Regions from separate parts of the Danio rerio genome. Here region 2 is linked to region 1. Evidence: chromatin contacts called from public Hi-C data. All regions are on one chromosome and are shown on one strand. Each heading gives the region's core, a stretch centred on a gene start, on an enhancer-like site or on the middle of the called end of the contact. The rest is flanking DNA. Distances are from core to core; before and after follow the strand shown.

What was found. A called contact is a pair of places that touch in the nucleus more often than the background predicts.
Region 2: a Hi-C map of hematopoietic stem cells shows a contact between it and region 1, with 2.2 times the contacts expected there. The contact joins the promoter of slka here to the promoter of adam8a in region 1. A contact is called at or near these places in 4 of 18 Hi-C or Micro-C datasets (caudal fin, embryo, hematopoietic stem cells and 1 more) and 1 of 4 datasets of contacts at active chromatin or transcription factors (embryo).

Annotation. Positions count from the first base shown.
Region 1 is chr13:27,885,437-27,891,426 of GRCz12tu, forward strand. It overlaps adam8a (ADAM metallopeptidase domain 8a), which reads left to right and starts at 2,123. Exons shown (of 25, transcript NM_200637.1): 1 at 2,123-2,210; 2 at 2,319-2,413; 3 at 2,501-2,574; 4 at 2,658-2,736; 5 at 2,835-2,911; 6 at 3,126-3,309; 7 at 3,517-3,582; 8 at 3,668-3,736; 9 at 3,836-4,005; 10 at 4,332-4,416; 11 at 4,525-4,658; 12 at 5,153-5,330. The coding sequence starts at 2,159.
Region 2 is chr13:28,039,348-28,045,902 of GRCz12tu, forward strand. slka (STE20-like kinase a) reads right to left here and starts at 2,511. Exons shown (of 18, transcript NM_001145601.1): 1 at 2,362-2,511. The coding sequence starts at 2,511.

The DNA of each region.
Region 1 (5,990 bases), core at 873-3,372:
AGCTTGCGAGAAAGTATACATTTTTATATTGTTTCAAAACAAAGTGTTAGCCAATTAAAAAATGTATTATATATACATCCATAGGAGGCTGTAACAGTCTGTACACACAAGTGAGACTACGTAAAAAACAAAACAAAAATAAAAGCAAAATAAAAGTAGCTAAAAACAAACCTGCACCTGCAAAATATAACCACTTGATGTCAGCAAAGTTATTTTCGCAATTCGATCCCTTTTCCGGACTGTTTGTCCTATCGAAGATGCTGCAACCGTGTGTTCATGCAGCTGAAATTCCCATTCATTCATTTTCTTTTCGGTTTGGTCCCTTTATTAACTTAGGGTTGCCACAGAGGAATGAACCGCCAACTTATTGAGCATATGATTTACACAACGGATGCCCTTCCAGCTGCAACCCATCATTGGGAAAATACCCTCATTCATTTACATTTACATTTAGTCATTTAGCAGACGCTTTTATCCAAAGCGACTTACAAATGAGGACAAGGAAGCAATTTACACAAGAGCAACAATGAATAAGTACTAAAGGCAAGTTTCAGGTCTCATTCATTCATTCTTTCATTCATTTTCTTTTCGGCTTAGTCCCTTTATTAATCTGAGGTCGCTACAGTGAAATGAACCGGCAACTTATCCAGCATATGTTTTATGCTGCGGATGTATTTCCTGCTGCAACCCAACATTGGGAAACACCCACACACTCTTGCACACACTCACATACACTACGGACAGTTTAGCCTATTCAATTCACCTATACCGGCATGTCTTTGGATTGTGGGGGAAACCGAAGCACCTGGACGAAACCCATGCGAACACGGGGAGAACATGCAAACTCCACACAGAAATGCCAACTGACCCAGCCGAGGCCACCGTGTTGCCATATCCTCATATATTAAAGTATTAAAGAAAATATCACTGCAAGAAGTAAGCTTTAAAATATTTGTAAAAAATGTGTCACTTTTACTATTCATGGCATTTTTGCCTTGGCTATTTATTAATAGTCAAGTGCTTCATTGTTGGATTTTCACTCTAATTATTTTTATAATAGCTTATAACTATTTTAAAAGTAGGTTAAATATTTAAAAAAGATCAATCAATATATAACATCTGGATTTATTTGGTGATAATTTTTAGTTTTCTCCCTGTGTCTTCAGTTGAACTCTTTGTCCCGGATAGTCTTTTGTAATATCCTTTTAGTAATAACGAACAAAACCCACATCCTCAATGACATCATCCTCCAGGTGATGACAAAATCTCATCTCAGCACAAATTTACAAAACCGCTCTTCCTATAATTTCATAAATTCACCTGAAACAATTTGTATGCTTTTGTGAAGTTGTGCCTCAAAGAATATCAGTGTAATAAATAAAATTAATTATAAATTAAATTAATTGGCACTGGAGGCCCAGAGTAGCATTTTATTAATGCAAATTGTTTAGAAAATGTTATACTATGTATAAACAAAATCACAATAGTCAAGAAAGAAGTCAAAAGTAAAAAAAAAAGAAACTAAAAGGACTATATAGTATTTAGTGCTGTAATATTTAGTTATTTTTTTAGTAGCACAAATTATGTATAAGAATAGTAATGTATACATTTATAGTCCAATTATACCATCTTGCTAAATGTTGACAATGCAAAAAAAAAAAAAAAAAAATCCACCTTGGGAGCTTAACCAGATTGTGCAGCTTTTGTTTCAGTTACAGATTTGAAAAAAAAAAAAACAAGTCAGCTGTTTTATTATGGAAAATAAATAAAATCTTAATTATAGATAAATTAATAATCAAACGCATAAGAATAAAAATAAATAAATAAATGTATGAATAATTATATTATATTATATTATATTAAATTATATTATATTATATTTTAACAATCACAAAGTCCTAAGATACAGATATAATAACTATTAACTATTTAGCGTATTATGATATTGATGCTTCATAAGAAAACGGTCACATTGACCGGTCTGTGACTCATTACTGACCAGTTTGTTATTACCGGATGAGGAGGTCGTAAACTTCTATGCTAATTTACCGTATAACCGAGGCGGAGCTTTAACTTTCAAGTAGCCCGAGTTTGTTCCCACAGACAGCAGCAGCAGCCCTCGAGTCCCGGAGCGAGAGCACACACAGCACAGCGAGCCATGCGATACACTGGACTATTTATAACGCTGCTTTCTTTCGTTTATACATGGGGTGAGCGCACAGATATGTGAGGATTCTTTAACAGCGAGTCATGTCAGTTTGCGTGATGTGTTTTACATGTAATTTAATCCTGTGGTGGTGATTTGTTTGTTGCTGTAGAGAGTCTGGAGGCTTTACCTCATGTGATGCGCTATGATGTGGTCCGGCTTCAGGCATTGAGAGGGAGAACCAGAAGAAGCGCCTCTTCCCTCCAGGTCCTTACTTTAATAACTGACTTATTGACATTTACACTGGATGATTGAGTTACTTTTATTCATGCTTGCTTGCTTTGATTTATTTAGAAATATCCTGAGCAACTTGAATATGATGTGGCTATAGATGGGAGAAACTTGACAATATCTTTGCACAGAAATAGGTGAGAATGGGACTGTCTATTGCAACAATGTATGTTAATACTATGTGGAGGCATTGCATTTATACTCGTCCTTTGTTTTATAGAGAACTTTTAGGGAAACAATACACTTTGACACATTATGGCGAAGATGGGATTTCCGAGACAAAGTCATCAAACAAATTTGTATGTGGAAATTTTCAACTAACATGTTAATTTGCTGTATGTTTGACACAGTGTGTGTATATGAAGCTTAATGCTATTGTCTTTTGTGTTCATATCAGAATCACTGCTACTATCATGGACACATCCATAATTTTGAAGATTCCTCAGTCAGCGTGGGACTTTGTTCTGGAATGGAGTAAGAAAAATTAAATATTAAGCAACTTTTGAAAAGAATAGATTGAACATCAAATATGTTGTAAAATATACATAAATATATATTAAATATTCTTGATGTCTACTTTGTGTAGAGTAAAAACATTGATTCGCAGTTGCATTTCTTTGGAAAACATTGACAAATGCTTACAAAATTTCCACTAATATTTAATGCATGTATTCTTGTTGTTGTACAGAGGATTTCTGAGAGTGAACGATCAGGTTTATTTGATAGAGCCCTTGGAAGAGTCTTTGGATGGGGACCATGCTATTTACAAGCAAGAGCATTTAAGGACCAAGCGAGGGGCCTATGGATACATTAATGACACAGTCTATGACCTTGGCCCAAAGTCTAGTGGGCTGTATAAAGGAAAAAATATGGTAATGATTTTATAATAATCTGTTATTAAACCTAAGCTGTAATTATTTCAGTGATATTTTTAGCATTTTATATTTAACCATATATTTAGTGACGGTTTTCAATGGAGAGAATTGTTATTATTATTAAGCAGAATGTTTAATTTGTACCTCAGCATCTTTTTATCTTACCAGTTTTATGACAAAAACTTTATGTCATCTGCCATTTAGAGAAACAAAGCCCCGAGAGGAGGACAGCAGATCGTTGAGATGGTTTTAGTTGTTGATAATACAGAGGTATGAAATGTGGTTTAATGAAAAATAGATATTGACTGCAGTGTTTTGTTTATATTATTAAAATTCATCAATACATTTTCTTTAGTACAAGAAGTTTGGAAGTTTTAAGAAAATAGAAGAAAGAATGATGCTGGTCGCAAACCACGTAGACAAGGTATACTACGACTTTTGATTTGTTTGATCTGCATGACATTATATATTGTGAAAAGGATTTTCAAAGTAATATTTTTAATATTTTCCTCCTTACCTTTAGCTTTACCGGCCTTTAAACATACGTGTCATGTTGGTTGGACTGGAGGTTTGGTCTCAAAGAGACTTAATTGATGTCAGCAGTAGGCCAAATCTTACTCTGGAACGGTTTTTAAAATGGCGTCGCGATAGCCTGCTTCAGAGGAAGAAACATGATAATGCCCATTTTATTACGTGAGTCACTGATTGCTCATTTTAATCTTCTGTGTTGATCATGTATACTGTCTGCATTTTTCCCTTTAAACAATTTTTATTATACAATGTATATGGTTATATCTCATGATGTCATGAGTATAGTATAACTACATTTTAAGTACTGTGCAATATTAAATAACTGCATGTGCTTACTAAATGTTTAGGTTTATGTTTAAGGGTTAGTTGCACACAATATTGCATAATTTATTATTATTGCTTTACTAATTACATGGAGCATGTGTGACAAACATACTGTAAATATCAGCGAAATATCCATTTATGACCGTTGTTCTTTTTTTATTCAGTGGTATTGATTTTGAAGGGTCCACAGTTGGGTTGGCTACATTATATGCAATGTGCTCTTCTTCATCCTCTGGTGCTGTGAATGAGGTATACCTATGAGTGTGTTTGTTTGTGTAAATAATGGATTAAGACTTATCACTGATGTTGGAAGGTAGTGGTAAATAGCATTAATTAAGATGTGCTTTCTTTTCAAAGGACCACAACAGCAATCCCATTGCAGTGGCTTCTACAGTTGCACATGAAATGGGACATAATCTGGGAATGTCACATGATGATTCAAGCTGTGGATGCTCCTCTAACAAGGGCTGCATTATGGGAGATACCATTGGGTGAGTCTCAGTAAAAATACTTCAGAAATGCAAGGCCATGAGAGAATCACTTATTGGTTTGCAAACATATGCAGTGAGGTGTGTGTGTGTGTGCGTGTGTGCGTGCGTGCGTGCGTGGGTGTGTGTATACACACATCTTACTGCATATGTTTGCAAACTAAAGTGCAAACATTATAAAAATGTATATTATTTATATAAACTGTATATATATTTTTTATAATCAGTGTGTTTAGTCAAAAGCCCCCAATAGACAAAAATGAACTTTAAATATGCTGATGATATATGTTCTTAATTGTAATAACAAAGTGTGAATGCTGGACACTTCGTGCACTCAACTGTTGCAGCTATCATTACGCAGTAGGAGGGCGGGGCTTTCAGACTCTATGCTGAATGGTAGAATGAGATCATAACGTTCAACTCTAGATAATCGAGTGCATTGCATAGCATTTTAAGTCGTTCACTGACCATAATTTTCTTACATACTCTTCCAACAGGTCTATTTACCCAGATTCATTCAGTACTTGCAGTCAGTCATCTTTAAAGGCGTTTTTGGAGAACTATGACACCAACTGTCTAATAGATGTGCCAAATGAGGGTCAGATATATGGAGGTCCAGTTTGTGGAAATGCCTTCGTTGAAAAAGGCGAGGAGTGTGACTGCGGAACTGTTGAGGTTTGTCACTTTTGTTTATATATAAAAAAAAAAAAATGTTGGTTTCTCAGTTACAGCATGACATCACTAAAATTGATGTGTGTATTTGAGTCTATATATATATATATACACACACACACACACACACACACACACACACTATATATATGACAATTTATTATTTCTCCAAAGACCCATGACTCTTTTGTCTCTCAGTGGAATTATATCATCATTAATATCATTATCACAATAAATATAAAAAAATATTGTTATTATATAAGTCCACATCACCTGTTGCTAGTGGAATGGCATTTGGGTGAATTAAACAATGATAATTAATAAAATGAATCTTCATTTTGGGTTTGCGGTTTCTTTTAATGATGAAAGTTTTGTGTCTCAGTTAGTGGTTCAAAAGGTGTAAATTTCTAATGTGTTTACAAAATACAGTAAAACAGCTATTGTAAATGTTAATATAGTTTAAAGTACAATAACTGTTATATTAACTGATTTCTATTGTAATATATTCTAAATATAGAATATTTTCCTATAACCAGTAGTTTTCAGTGTCACATAATCTCTCAGAATGAATTCTAATAGGATGCTGTGGTCCTAGAGGAACATTTGTTAATAATAATTCTTAAATCTTTTTGATTTCATAAAAAAACATTCATTTGTGCACTG
Region 2 (6,555 bases), core at 1,261-3,760, 150 kb after region 1:
TAAAAACATGAAACAAAAAAACAAGACTATTCTGTCTGCATATCATATGTGGTTGTGCAGCAACTCAATTCCTGAAGGGCCACAGCTCTGCAGAATTTAGCTTCAACTCACAACTGCTTAACAGTTCATAGTAATCCTTAAAATCATAGTTTAATCAGGTGTATTTGATTAGTTTTGAAGCAAAGCTGCAGAGCTGTGGCCTTCCAAAAATCAAGTTTGAAACCAATGTTGTACAATATATTAAGTTTATCACACCCATCTCGCTGTCACAAACACAATGCATTCCATAAATGGGAGCAGTATGAAAACATTCTCCAATAGATTCAAGTGAGTCTAAAGCAGGCAGTGAATGAAAGGAATGGTAAACTGTGTCAGGTTTAATTACCTTCAACTACAACAGGTTCTACAACACAAGCAAAACTAAAAGTATGTATTTGTGAATGCAATGAATTGGACAATCAGAATAACAACTACATCGTTTGACTTAATATATATATTTTTTTATCGAATTATGAGGAAAATCCTATTTATTTCGATATCTTTGTAGTTAATGATGAAGTTAAGCATAGTCTAAGAATGAGATGGTATGATAACCTAAAATATCACAGATTGACAGCATTGTGTTTACTGCTCTAAAATATATTCTTTTTAAATGTCTGGGTAAAAAACAAAAACTTTTCACCCCTTTGAACATAATATATTTTGTTTTGAGAAACATTTAAGATATATTGGAGCAGTAAACATGTCAGACTAATAATTCAAATGAATCAATCACTGATTTCTGCTGTCTTCATTCATTTCAGAAATACTCTTTAAATTTAAAGTAGCATCTTTGGATATCTTTTCTGCTGGAGATACTGTTGTCCTTAAAAATATGTAAATCAAAATTTTACACATACGTTAGGAACAGTATAGCAGAAAATTTTGGCGGTTTTAAAACCTTGACTTTTCCAAACCATGCTACACCTTGAAAATGGTTATTGTGCTATGCCTAAATGAAGCTGCCATTCATTTAAAATCAACATCACGTTACTTGTTTACCAACACGCTAATTCCCTACTGACCTGAAAATGATCAACATGGTAAAAACAGTTTTTGCTAAAATAATTGGCTAGATATTAGTAATCATAAAATCATTTTAAGCTTAATACCAACAGCTATATCTGCATTCTGCAATCGTGCATATTATTTTTGTGACTTGTTTTATTCTTCATAGTCATACAAAACATGACTAATCCTTATTTTGACAGAAGCTGGGGTTACCATGACAATACCGCTTATACTCATAACTAAAGATTAGAAGTGTAAAAAAGTACCAGTGAGTGAACTCAAAAGTCCTGTCAGGACTCAATTTGTCGCACTCTATGATGTGATGTACATAGAAAATGTTGAGATAGCAGGTTGACAGAAATAATTTCTCATGCCATTTTTTAAAAAAAAAGCGTGACAGTGCTAACCAGGAAGCTCAGCTCAATCATGAAGATTATGTCATTTGAAGATCAGTTAAAGCAGGGGTGTGCTAACCCCCAAAATAAAATGTCAGTCACCCGCAACCCTCATTTTTCTCTATGGTGGTTATAAATATAGAAACATTGCACACACAACTATAGGCCTATATAAGCTTATTGACAACACAAAAATGCAACAGTTTAATAACCATACATTTTTATAGTCATTTATTAATTTCATATTAACCTCAAATATCATATTTTTAATGTATTAGTGCCATAAAGGTTGTCAAAAAGTTTAACCTGGCACCACAAAATTAATCTGACACTATTGCTGTGCGGTTAATTTAAACACTGCAGGGGTCACAATCCAATGGGGGGAAAAAAGAATGGCTGATACATTTTTATTTCATACTGTTGTTTCTTTACTAATGTATTTATTAACTATCTCCTGTGAGTTATGAATAAAATATGGTAATTCTAATAGTTTGATAAATTTTATTTGAGTTCTGGAAATCACCATGCGATCCCTCATCATTGTCCCAAGAACTTCTAGGGGGTCCCAACCCCCACTTTGGAAACCACTGTAATTCCAGATTACCTTCAAATTATATAATTACCTGCTTCAGTGGAACACAACATCATATGTTAGTAAAAATAAGCCACCATTTGCTTTCTATTTATAGTATTTAAAACATGATGGAAGTGAAAAGCTGTCAGTGACTCAAAACATCTCCTTTTGCCTTCCACAAAAAAATATATTTAAACATTAACAAACAAAAATAACAAACATACAGGATACTAATTATAATACATGTATACACGTTGAAAATATTTACATTTTGGAGTATCTGAGCCTTTAATGCTAATCAGCAGAGTCAAAGAAAAAGAGCAAAACACTCATGTGATTTACCTTGTAGACTTTGCCAAAGGCTCCATCCCCAAGCTCTCCCACGATCTCCCAAAAATCCTCGGGGTTGACGTCTCTGTTGACATGCTCATACTGTTTCTTCTTCTTCTCCGTTCCCAACTTAAATATCTTCCGAAAATTGAAAAAGGACATGTTCCAATCGCGATCTAAAGGTCTATGGTCTACAAAAAATAGACTGACACGACATAAACTGTTAATACTGTGCTAGACGAATCACTTGGGGAGTTGGCTAATGGGCTAGCATGTGGAGGATCGATCCCCTGCTAACTCATTTAACGTCACCAGTGCAGCTGCAGACAGCTCCAAGTGAAACTGTTAATGACAGCGAATATATTAGTCTCTGTGCAAGAGACAGAGATCAACCTTTATGTGGCATTTCGCGTCTCCATAACAGTGATTCATCCAGGCGAGCGACTCCTTCCAGCATACAGGGATGGAAAAGTAACAGTCCACTTCCTCTGCTAGCCTCACAGCGGCTACATGTGTGTGTGATCCTCTGCTTTTGCCTTACCCGTCTGCTAAAAAACGAGCTTCTCAATCAAACAAGCGTCGCGTATTCAAATATGTCGTTTAAACAAACTACAATACAGTAAAATCCATTTGAAGGAGGCAGATAATTAGCTAGCACACCGTAAAAAGCGGAGCGGATGCTGATGACCAAACTCCAGTCTGAGCTCAGTCTACTCCTCGGGAGGGGTGTGTTTTACAGCTTAGCCAACCACAACAGTTTCGATAAAACCGAATAAACAATTTCAGGGCACAGGCATGCCAGTCGACGCTGCTCGCGGTGCCGAAACGGATGTTTTTCGCGCCTCGTTCAATGGTCGCTTGGGTCTCTCGTGACCAACTTCTCGTGGATGTTGCAGAAGGATTTCAGAGCGCGTGCGTTTGGCTAGGAAAGGCGCGTGCACGAATGTCGAAAAACTGGCGCAAGCGCAGTCGATGTTTGCCATGCAGAGTTATGGATGATTTGATTCATGCAGTTGAATCGAATCATTTGAATTGTTCGGCTTTATTATATATTATATATATATATATATATATATGCAATGCAAGTACAACAAATTAAAACAGTAAAGAAAGTTGCAAAGGCTAGGGAGAGATTTATCACTGGAATATATTAAATTAAATAAAGGCTTGTACAATTCGCATAGCTTTTTGATCTTTTGACGGTAATATGGTCACAATATAAGGCTTTACTTTATTTTTAAATGCATGAATTTTTCCTGTAAATTCGACAAAAATAATTCAGACTTGTTTGGTAGCTGTATGATACGCAATTATTAGGGCGAAATTCACCCAAAAACTACATTTTGCTGTTAGCAATTTAAGATGTCCTCCTCAGTAGACATTACTTTGCTCCCCTCCTTTAATAAGTCTTGAAATTGTTTTAACCCGTTACAGTGCCATTGCTTGTATTGATTTGTTTGGATATGTTTGCATACATGACAACAGTTGGGAAGACAAACTTTTGACATGTTCCTAAAGTTGAATATACATCATCCTGTGAGGGCAACCAATGTGATCACACACAGCACAGGAGCATTTGCAGTGAACTGTTTTGTTAGTTTTGTTTTTGCATAGTGATTCTTTCACTGCTGATGTTCCTAGTGTATTGTCATGTTGATTTTTAAAAATAGATAGTAGGCTAACAGATTACATGTAATCTGGATTATGCAATCGAATTCCAAATATTAAACACTTATAATTAGAGTAAACTATACTCATAATCACACTACAGTTCATTTTTATTATGGATTTCATGATTATATATATTTCTTTTTCTAATAAACCTCCACCTTAAATATGTTTATCATTCTTCATGATTCTTTGTGTTTATTCGTTATCTTTACTGGACATCCTTTAGTTTTTCCAATGGGTGGGTGTGTAGAATCATGCACAGATTCTGCAACAGAAGTCAATGTTTTATATAGCAGTGATAGTGTGAATTTTATGTTTTTTAATAACTTTTTTGTAATGTTGCTGTTTTCTCCATGTCTAAAGCGAAGGTTTTAAACTCATAATGCATTACTTTGTTTTATTCAGTTTTATATCAGCAAAAACTAACAGGAAGGTAAATTACTGTATTTTGAAGTATTAGCAGTACCGAAGGTGTTAAGGCCCTTGTTGATCATAAAGACTCGAATATTCTTACTTTCTTCAAATATTCTGACACTGTCATTGTCAGCCAACTTTATGATAATAAAACAGGTCATGGTCCAGTACTTACTGGTTTAGTCAGACGATGTGAGGACTCATACCTTCAGTTAAATGTATTAAGTGAAGTTTATTTATAAACAAATTTTGAGAGGATCACGTGCTTATAATTGTTCACAGCTGTTCCAACTTTAGCTAATGACTGATTATCCTATCAGACGCTCCTTAACTCACTAAAAATTACCAGACTATTCTCATCTCAATATCTTCGTCTTGAAGAAAACCCTACTTTCCCTCCTTTCAAACGGGCGTCACGGTGGGCAGCGATTAGCGCTGTTGCCTCACAGCAAGAATGCCTCTGGTTTAATTCCTTTCCAAACCAGACGGCATTTCTGTGCGGAGTTTGCTCGTTCTCCCTGTGGTCACGAGGGTTTTCCCCGGTTCCTCCAGTTTCCTCCCACAGTTCAAAAACAAGCACTCTAAACAGCTAATATAAAATTTTTAGCTAAACTCTGAGTACACCTTTCAGCATCTATATCTGACACTTAGCTACAGTAAGCAAGAGGGGGAGTCATCGAGATTTACCTGAGCTCAAACTCCCCTCTCGCCTTGCAACGGGAGGGAGCCCAGGGCTCGAGGATACTACGCTAAACTAGCTTTATTATCAATCATCAGCTAAGTGTGAACTCTTGAAAGACAAAAGATATGATAATCAATTTTAGGAAGGCTGCTCACTCTTTCATTTAAAATCAGACTGTTGAAAGTGTGCAATCACCTAGGCACAATTATTGACTCTAAATTCACCTTTGATGAGAATTGTGAAGCAGTGTGTAAAAAGGGGCACCAATAACAATTCTGTTTGAGAAAGTTGAATCCTTTCCCTATTGATAAACACATGATGATTTTATTTTACCTTGCTTTTCTTCAGTCCGTTTTATCTTTTACTTTGGTGTCATGGTTTGGGAACCTTTCTGTTAAGAATAAAAACACACTAAATCAGATAGTTAAGGGGTCTAGTAAGCTAAAGGCAGCTAATATCCAAGGTCATATTACCCTGCAGCCCAAGATCGTTTACTCACTGAAGCTGAGCAGGGCTGAGCCTGGTCAGCACCTGGATGAGAGACCACATGAGAAAACTAGGTTGCTGTTGAAAGGGCTGTTAGTGAGGTCAGCAGGGAGCGCTTAACCTTTGGTCTGTGTGAGTCCTAATGCCCTAGTATAGGGAAGGGAACACTATACTGTCAGTCAGCACCGAGGTCCTGACTCTCTGTGGTCATTAAGAATCCCATGGCACTTCTTGTAAAGAGTAGGAGTGTAACCCCGATGTCCTGGCCATATTTCCTCCATTGACCCTTACCCATCATGGACTCCTAATCATCCCCATCTGCTGATTTGGCTTTATCATTGTATCTCCACTCCCCCTAAAGCTGGTGTGTGGTGAGCGCCATATTGTCTTGTGGCTGCCGTCATATCATCCAAGTGGATGCTACACACTGGTGGTGGTGTGGAGAGACCCCCCCCCTCATGATTGTGAAGCGCTTTGGGTGTTTGGCTATACATGATAAATGCGCTATAAAAATACACACATTACATCAAATTAAGAGAATTGCAAATTTCATTTTTAAGTGACACTGCTCAACCCCTTCCTTTGGTTTTCATCGGTGTTTAGTATCAAGCTGTGTTAGTAAACGGTATAAAAATTGTTTCATACCAGTAGCGATTAGACAGTAAACTAAGGCATAGACAATACTTTAAGGGATTATTTATTCATTCATTATTGTTTTATTTTATTTTTTTTATTTGGAAGATAGTGTTTTGCATGTGTATGTTTTTATGTCCATTTGTCGTTGTCACTGTGAGTTTTTTTGTGTGGCACTGTTATGAAATGAGGACTCTTGACCAACAGAGTCTGGATGCAGGATGCGATGCAATCTCAGACCGACTCCATCTTTGGGTATAAATGAAGTAACCTAACCTAACCTAACCTAACCTAACCTAACCTAACCTAACCTAACCTAA